Linked DNA regions of Sus scrofa: region 1 is linked to region 2. Evidence: chromatin contacts called from public Hi-C data. All regions are on one chromosome and are shown on one strand. The core of a region is the stretch at or near the end of the contact, and the rest is flanking DNA. Distances in the headings are between cores, read along the strand shown. Region 1 holds the start of ZMAT2 (zinc finger matrin-type protein 2). Region 2 holds the start of HNRNPA0 (heterogeneous nuclear ribonucleoprotein A0).

Region 1 (4,628 bases), core at 1,233-3,732, 2.6 Mb after region 2:
CAGGGATTGAACCCACATCCTCGTAGATACTAGTCGGATTCATTTCTTCTGAATCACACTGGAATTCTGTATGGTCCCTATTCTTTGTTCACTGTTTTTAGGCAGAGCTGATGTATAAGAACAACCCAAAACTACTAACCCAACTGCACTACTCTGAGGACATGGGTATTCCACTGGTGGTCATTATTGGTGAGCAAGAACTGAAGGAAGGGTTCATCAAGCTGCGTTCAGTGGCCAGCAGGGAGGAGGTGAGTGCGGCAGTCAGAAATAGAAGGGACCAAATGTTTCTCCCTTTCTTAGATTCTTTAAGAAATATGTGGAGTTCCCGTCATGGCGCAGTGGTTAACGAATCCGACTAGGAACCATGAGGTTGCGGGTTGGATCCCTGCCCTTGCTCAGTGGGTTAGGGATCCGGCATTGCCGTGAGCTGTGGTGTAGGTCGCAGACGCGGCTCGGATCCCGCGTTGCTGTGGCTCTGGCGTAGGCCGGTGGCTACAGCTCCTATTCGACCCCTAGCCTGGGAACCTCCATATGCCGCAGGAGCGGCCCAAAGAAATAGCAAAAAGACAAAAAAAAAAAAAAAAAAAAAAGAAAAGAAAAGAAATACGTATCTTCTGGCTAAGGAAATATCTCCAGGGTTTATAGTGATAGAGATGAATGAGTACCCCCTCCAGGCAGCCATTGTAGCCAATGATGGCTGGGCAGGCAAGAAGACAAATGAAATCTCTTTGGGTATCTGGAGATAAAATAAACATAGATCCGGTGTTTGAATCCCTTTAGTCTTGAGCTCCTACCTTCTTCAGGTCAGCTTGAAGCCCAGACTCCCTACCGGTTGCATAGGTCATGGGAATAGTTGCCAAATTAAATGAATCTGGAAAAGCAGTGTCTGAGGTGCTAGTATCACTCTCTAGTTTGTCACATGAAGATTCTCTTATGTTTCAGGTGGCCATTAAGCGAGAAAATCTTGTGGCTGAAATTCAGAAGCGACTATCTGAGTCTTGATCCTTGCCTGAATGCCACCTGCTGCTCTTTGTAGAAAAGGTTTCATCTAGGACTGAGTTCCTGTTCCACAACTTTACAACTGCTGGCCAGGATGGCTGACTCGTGCCTACGCATCCTCCATCTTTTCTGGGTACAGAATTGTAGGAGGTCCTGAGGACTCTGGGGCTAGTGAGAGCAGCTATACTGCATGGGCGCAGATGGCTGGTATGTGACAGAGACATGCTCTAACTGCAGAGGCAGATGGCAGACTTGCAGTGCCGTTGAACGCTGCCAACATGTGCTAATAAGATGGTTGCTGTGAACAAGTCTCTGGGAAAGTCACCTCAGGTTGAGACGATTCTGAACCACTGAGATCAGAAGTCATGTCTTAGCCTTCCACTCTTCGCTTCTGAACCAAATTCTGGGCAGTTTGACCACTGTGTGGTCTTGGCCTGTCCAGGGAGTTTTTGGTAAACAGCAAGAAGGGGCAATGACTGCTCTCTGTTTTGTTTGAGGACAGAGATGCTAGCCCAAGGGCCCAGCAGTGCCCATATTAATATGACGTCTCTCTAGCCTACCCAGTGTTAATCAGGGTGAGGCCGTCTGTTTAATAATCTTGAATGTTGAATTTAATAGGCGACCTGACAAGATGGAGATCTGATCTTTTGAGACTTTGGAGACCATTACCTATGCCTGCTCTAACTAGTCCATGTCCTGCCGTGGAGGTGGCTGTTCTAGAAGTGGTTGTATAATATATTAAATAAAATATTAAATCTAGAAGCTTGGGTAATTTGTTATCGAGGGATTTGTTTGCATAGGCCATAGAAAACGCTTGAGTGCACACTGGAGGATGCAGTGAGCTAAGAGGAACGTCCCTGGGGTGATGTTTTATTTTTGGTGAAGGGAACAGCCATGCTTCCTCCTCCCCGCAGCTGTGAGATACAGTCACCTCACTAAGTCAGTGTGTAGTGTGACATTTGCTAGAGTTCTTCACCCTAGAGTGTTGCTGATGACTGGCCTTCCCAGGTCCGATCGTGTTGATTAAATTGTGCCCTGTAGATTGAATAATTGTGATGTTTCTCAGTTGAAGGAAAAATGAGTTAACCAAGGGGTGATAGCATTGCTTCAAGATAAAGAGACAAAATGCAAACAGCGCTTTCAGTTTGTGCATTAGGAAGACTACAGCCTGTGCAAACTCTTAGGAGCTCTGGGGCCCTATCTTCAGTGCACACAGGTAAAGAGGCATCTAGAGCCCCTGATAACAGAACTTCAGCCTTAAGAAGGTTTGGAAACTCTTGGCAGTGCACGCAGGTTGGTTAGACTAGACCGGAGGGCGCTGATCTGAACTTCATTTTCCTCTTACGTAAAATGGAAGGGTTGAATCTGTGCTTGTTTTTAAAGCCAGGGTGAAAAACCCTCGCAGGCGCCCTTACTTCCGCGTTGCTTCATACTCCCCTTGCGCATGCGCCATTTCCTTGGAGCAGGGGCGGGGCCGACGATCTTGTTTTAGAAATCCTCCAGTCCTTAGCTCGTTTAGAACACGAGACTCTAAGCTTATTGGAGGGCGGGCTTGCCTTACGGCGCAAGGCCGCTTTTTACGGCATTTTCCGGCTTTCCATTCACTTCGCTGTGAAGATGGCGTCGGGTAGCGGGGTAGGTGTTGTGTGTGAGGAGGCTTGGGATGGGGGGTGCGGGGCGGCTTTTCGGCGCTGAATACCCCGCACCCGCCTGGCTTCCCGACACCTCCTGGCGATCTAACCGCCTTGGTTTGAGAGCTCCCCCGTAAGGCCCTGGCGCAGGGTCATCGGAAGCGGGAAGGTCTCGGGTTGGGGTCCTGAGGCAACCTCAGCCTCCCGGTGCTGTCCGGAGAGGCTTCGCTCTTCCCAGGTCCCGGGGCCGCCTTAGCGGCTGGGGAGCGGTTTCTTCTGTTTGTCCAGGGGTCGGACACGATTAGCGACGAATCTTCAGCCCCTTTTCCCCCACAGGCAAAAAACTTGGACTTTCGCCGAAAGTGGGACAAAGATGAATATGAGAAGCTTGCGGAGAAGAGGCTCACAGAAGAGAGAGAAAAGAAGGATGGTGGGTGCCTGTTCCATCAAGTGCTAAGTGTACTGCAGATGCGAAGCAATGGTTAGCGAGTCGGTGGGGGGTTGAAACGCGCTGCCCCCTTTCCTGTGTAACCTCCGGCAGAATAGTGCCTCCCTGGCTCCTCAGGTAGAAAAGTAAGATAGGCGTGAGGAGATGAACTGAAATGGTTTGGAGGTGCTTTCCGGCTCTGCGGTTCCCTGCTTCCTTGCCCTTCCTTTGCTTGGCTCATTTAGTGCTTTCCTCAAGTACAGGGAAGACAGTGGAATCCTCAGTAGTGATCCTCAGAAGAAGTTAAGTGGAGTGTTTTTGCTGCTGTGTATTGCTGCTATTGAACGTGGGATTCTTAACACCGGATTCTTAACCTGGGGAACGTGGGATTGATTGTTTCATCTAGTGCTTACGGCTGTTCTCTGTGCCTTACATTTTGTCAGGGAGTTGGTCTTATTTTCTTTTCTGTTTTCAGACTTGTACTTTCTTTTGCTTTACTTGCATACTCCAGCACTTTTGGTTTTTATGTAACTCATGCAATAGTACTTGGCATATAGCAGATATTTCCTAGATAATAGTTCTTCTTTAAAAAACTTCCCCAGCTCTCAGAAGATTGCCGTGTTACACATGGGGTATCTGTCTGAAAACACTAAATGAGTGGTCTTGCTTTTCTTTTCTTTTTTGTCTTTTTAGCAGCATTCGCAGCATATGAAGGTTCCCAGTCTAGGGGTCGAGTCCGAGCCATAGCTGCTGGCCTACACCACAGCTCACAGCAACACCGGATTCTTAACCCACTGAGGCCAGGGATCAAACCTACGTCCTCATGGATACTAGTCAGATTCATTTCCGCTGAGCCAGGATGGGAACGCCATAGACTTGTTGGCTTTAAAGTGGAGAAAAGATGTAGGGAGTTAAGGATTGCTTATCATTTTTGCTGTGTTGAAATTCTCTGTAGCTACTGCTAGAAGGGACTCTTTTGTCCCTTGCTTCAGGTTTCAAAAAAGAAATGAAGGTAGACTTCTGGATTTTGCATTTTATGCATTTCTTTTCCTTTCTGGCTAAGGATCTCTGATAATGAAGCGACTTCCTTCCCCATTATATTCCAGGAAAGCCCGTGCAGCCAGTCAAGCGAGAGCTTCTCCGGCATAGAGATTACAAGGTGGACCTGGAATCCAAGCTCGGGAAGACAATTGTCATTACCAAGACTACCCCACAGTCTGAGATGGGAGGGTAAGTGGCTTTTCATTTATCTCTGCATCCAGGAGTAAGTCACATAAAACTAGGTTGGTTTCAGGAAGTGTTGAGCAGGATACTTGGCCCCAGAATAATAACCTTGTTTTCTGTCATTCCATGCTTTGTTCTCCAAGGCCTCAAGTTAACATAATAGTGTCTCTACGAGGTGTCACTCTGTAGGCTTTGTTATATTAGTACTATAACTACTTCTTAATATCTTAAAGGGAATTGTTTGTTCTCCTGCCAGAGGAAGACATGAAGGAAAGGTCTACTGAGGAGATGTCTAGGGGAGGAATTAGGTGAAGCTAGAATGAAGCCCAGGAGCTGTTGATGGTGGA
Region 2 (3,988 bases), core at 184-2,683:
GCCGAAGCCGCCGAAGCCGTTACCGTAGTCGCTTCCACCGTAGGACGAGCCGCCGCCGCCGCCTCCGTAGGCGTTGTAGCCGCCGCCGCCGCCGTAACCCCCGTAGCTGTTGTAACCGCCGCCACCGCCCTTAGACAGGCCGTTCTGGTCACGACCGCCGCCGCGACCCCGGCCGCCACGGCCGCCCCGCGAGGACCGCGAGCCGCCTCCGCCCCCACCGGAGTGGATATCCTCCTTGGGGACAGCCTTTTTCACCTCCACGCGATGGCCCTGGATCGGATGGAACTTCACCACCGCGGCCTTATCTGCCGCGTCGTGATTCTGAAAATAGACGAAGCCGAAGCCCCGCTTCTTGCCCGACTGCTTGTCGGCAATAATCTCGGCCTTTTCCACGGTGCCAAACTGCGAGAAGTGCTCGATCAGGTCGCCCTCGGCCACGTCTCCCTTAAGGCCCCCGACAAAGAGCTTCTTCACCTTGGCGTGAGCACCGGGCCGCGCCGAATCCTCCCGGGACACCGCCCGCTTCAGCTCCACCGTGTTGCCGTCCACGGCATGGGGCGAGGCAGCCATGGCGGCATCGGCCTCCTCCACATTGGAGTAGGTCACGAAGCCGAAGCAACGGGAGCGCTTGGTCTGGGGGTTCACCACCACCACGCAGTCTGTCAGGGTCCCAAAGGCCTCAAAGTGGCCGCGCAGGCCCGACTCACTCGTCTGCACGTTGAGGCCGCCTATGAACAGCTTACACAACTGGGAATTCTCCATCTCCACGGCCCGGGCCTTCCCCCCGCCCTGCGAGCTCCGAGGTTTCGCCGTCGCCGTTATCGTTGGCTAAGGCCTCTTCACAGCTTGGGCCCAGCCGTTGCTGGAGCCGCCCCCGCCGGCCACCGACGGGGAAGGGAAGAAGGGGAGGGAAGGGAAAGAGGAAGAGAGGAAGGGGGAGGGAAGGGGAGAGGTGCCGGTTAGAGGGCGAGCGGAGGAGACTGGAAGACAACCGAGACCGCCGCTACCGCCGCCACTACCTCCGCTCCCCTATCTGGGCACCACACAAAGAGGCCGCTGAACGCGCGCGCACCCTCCCCGAGGCGTGCGTCACCGCCGACGTACGGCAGCCCAGGGCTGCTCGCCAATCCCCGCCTCGCACTCATTAGTCCCGCCTACCGTACCGCAGCGCCGCTCTTGATCACTGACTCCCCGCCCTCCGCGGTCTATTCAAGCCCTCGGCCTGTGCTGCTGCCGCCGCCGCCTCTACCTCCCGCTTTCACTCTCGGGATCCCCAGTGCGCCCTGACTACGGACTCTCGCTGCCCTTCGCGAACGTCCGTGATTCATTCGTTCCCTGCTCCGCGGCTGTTCCCAGTGATTTTTCCCCCTCCCCTTGCCGTATCCCCTCGCCCAACTCCGCAGTGGCGTTCGCGCCAGCCCCTTGAGAGACGTGTCGGTTCAGCCAATCACCGCGACCCGCTCGCACTCACTTCCGTTTTCGGCAGCCGCCGGATGGGCGCGCTCCCCAATGCGCGCTGGCCCCCGCGCTCCCCGTGTGCGGAGTTTGCTTGCAACCCCCACGCCTCCTCCCGCCTTGGACCTGCCACGGCGGGTGGGGGGCGGGAGGGTTGATCGGGGACGCGCTGGGGGCTGTTCCCAACGGATGCCACCTGGGGCGGCACGCGCGGGCTTTTTGAAAACTTGACTGTTGGGGTTGGGGGCCTGGTTTTACCCGCCCGATTTCGCCTGGCCGCTACACCTGGCGTCCTCGCCCCTCCCGTCCGCACAAAGATGGAGGGGAGAGGCCTAGTTGGGGAAGGCGGTTATTAACCGTTTCTAGGGGCCCCAGGCGCGATGAGACTAAAACACTGGCACGTGGCCCTGCGGGAAGGCGAGCCCGAGGCCGAGGACAGCGGCAGGCCGAAAACACTTCAGACTTTCCTACCGAGGCGCAGCGCGAGACCCCCGCCACCCTGAGGCCCTCCGTGAGGCCGTCCCGCGACGCCCCTCAGCCTACCTTCACGCACTCCTCCGTCAGCGGACATGTTCATTTTAGCCCAGTGTACACATCATCTTAATGTTTACGTCTTCTCTGCGTGCTTCCTTCCCAACTGAATCGTTAGCATTTTAAAGACGTTTTCAGTGGGACTGGGAGCGGAGGGAGAAACACATGCACACTGCGTAAAAGTATGCACCCTGGAAAACTGCCTTCAGGGCTCAGATGGGAATGCAAGAAAGTTAGAATGGCTCCCATTTATTGACCCTTTAGTGTGCCAACAAGATACGAGCAGTGGGACACAGTGTAAGACTAATTATATGATCAAGAACCCCAAACCATGTGGCTAATAAGAACAGGAATTCCTTACTGTATCCTGGAAAGGGATGTATTCAGGAATGATTTGTTAAAAGAGGTACAAGTTGCACTGGATCACAGAGTGAAGGGCTGGATAAGATTTCTATAGGGAGTTTATCTCAACAAAATCTGGAGGAAAGTTATAAGATACATATGCTCCCAGGGGCAGTTTAACTGGATCAGGTTTCTGATAGAAAAGTAAGATAGGCTGAGGGTCTTGATATTAGGGAATGTCTTGAAATTTAAAGAATATGAATATTATTAAAGGCATATAGATAGGCTGCAAAGTCTGAGGGCAAACTATAGCCTGGTTCTACCACCTATTAACCACTGAGTTGTGTGACTTTGGCCAAGTCACCTAACCTTTTAAAAATTAAATTGAGTTTTAATATCTCAAAATCAGAACATAAAACACCTAGCCAGTATGGTAAAATTTAAATGGGATTCTGCATGTAATGCAAAGCATAATGCCTGACACATAGTAAGTGCTCAATTTATCCAATAAATACCGAATGATGGGAATACTGTAGTAAACAACAGGCAAAAATCTCTCCTCGGGGAGCTTACATTCTTGTGGGGAGAAGCTGACAGTAAATAAGAATTATATACAGCATGTTAGATATTGGTAAGTGTCACTGAAAAAAATAAAAGAGAAAGATAATAAGAAACTATCATTACAAAACACAATTCAGATTATGTCAGGATTTGCTAACTGATTGATGATTAAAAAAAAAAAAAGGAAAATAGAAGCATTCCGGAGTTCCCACTGTGGCTCAGTTGGGTTAAGAACCCAGCATACTGTCTGCGAGGATGCCACTTTGATCCCTGGTCTCGCTTAGTGGGTTAAGGATCAGGCTGCAACACAGGTCACACATGTGGCTCAGATCTGGCTTTGCTGTGGCTGGGATATTGATGGGGCACTATTTTGGGGGATGCCCAAGACTATATAACTCAGATGAGAGACTGGACCTGGAGAAATTTATTTATTTCTTTATTGTTTTTTTGGGTCCACACCTGCAGCATATGGAAGTTCACAGGCTAGGGGTCTAATTGGAGCTGTAACCACTGACCTACGCCACAGCCACAGCAATGCCAGAGCCCTAACCCACTGAATGACGCCAGGGATCGAATTTGAATCTTCATGGATACTAGTTGGGTTCATTAACCACTGAGCCATGACAGAAACTCCCTGGAGAAATTTATTCTAGAACCATCCAAAGAAATGTGAAAGCGGTACAAGATGAATTTCTGAAAGAAAAGGAATAAGACCATAATTTATTTTTCCATCTAAGCTGTAAATTCTGAAGTAACAGTTTCTCCTATATTGGTTTAAGACAGAAGTTCCCGCTGAGATGTAGGCAGCAGATATGGCTCAGATCCCGAGCTGCTGTGGCTGTGGTGTAGGCCAGCAGCTGTAGCTCCGATTTGACCCCTAGCCTAGGAACTTCCATATGGCATAGATGTGGCCCTAAAAAATAATAATAATAATCCTTCACACCCCATTACTGAGGATTGAGTACTGGCTTGCTATTGACTAGGAAAACTTCATAGCCGCATGTGTCTAGCACAAGCTTACATACAGGAACAGGGTAGCAATGACAGGAGACAACACAAGCACATCTGAGAGACATTTAGAAAGCTGGGATAAATGCAA

The links. A called contact is a pair of places that touch in the nucleus more often than the background predicts.
Region 1: a Hi-C map of liver shows a contact between it and region 2, with 11 times the contacts expected there. The contact joins the promoter of ZMAT2 here to the promoter of HNRNPA0 in region 2. A contact is called at or near these places in 1 of 5 promoter capture datasets (fetal liver) and 1 of 47 Hi-C or Micro-C datasets (liver).

The regions. Positions count from the first base shown.
Region 1 is chr2:142,408,488-142,413,115 of Sscrofa11.1, forward strand. ZMAT2 (zinc finger matrin-type protein 2) reads left to right here and starts at 2,483. Exons shown (of 6, transcript XM_003354316.4): 1 at 2,483-2,634; 2 at 2,967-3,060; 3 at 4,164-4,287. The coding sequence starts at 2,617. It overlaps LOC100521256 (probable histidine--tRNA ligase, mitochondrial), which reads left to right. Exons shown (of 12, transcript XM_013995242.2): 12 at 943-1,766. The coding sequence ends at 1,002.
Region 2 is chr2:139,781,583-139,785,570 of Sscrofa11.1, forward strand. It overlaps HNRNPA0 (heterogeneous nuclear ribonucleoprotein A0), which reads right to left and starts at 1,434. Exons shown (of 1, transcript XM_003123970.5): 1 at 1-1,434. The coding sequence starts at 762. The region is part of intron 1 of KLHL3 (kelch-like protein 3); the gene reads right to left.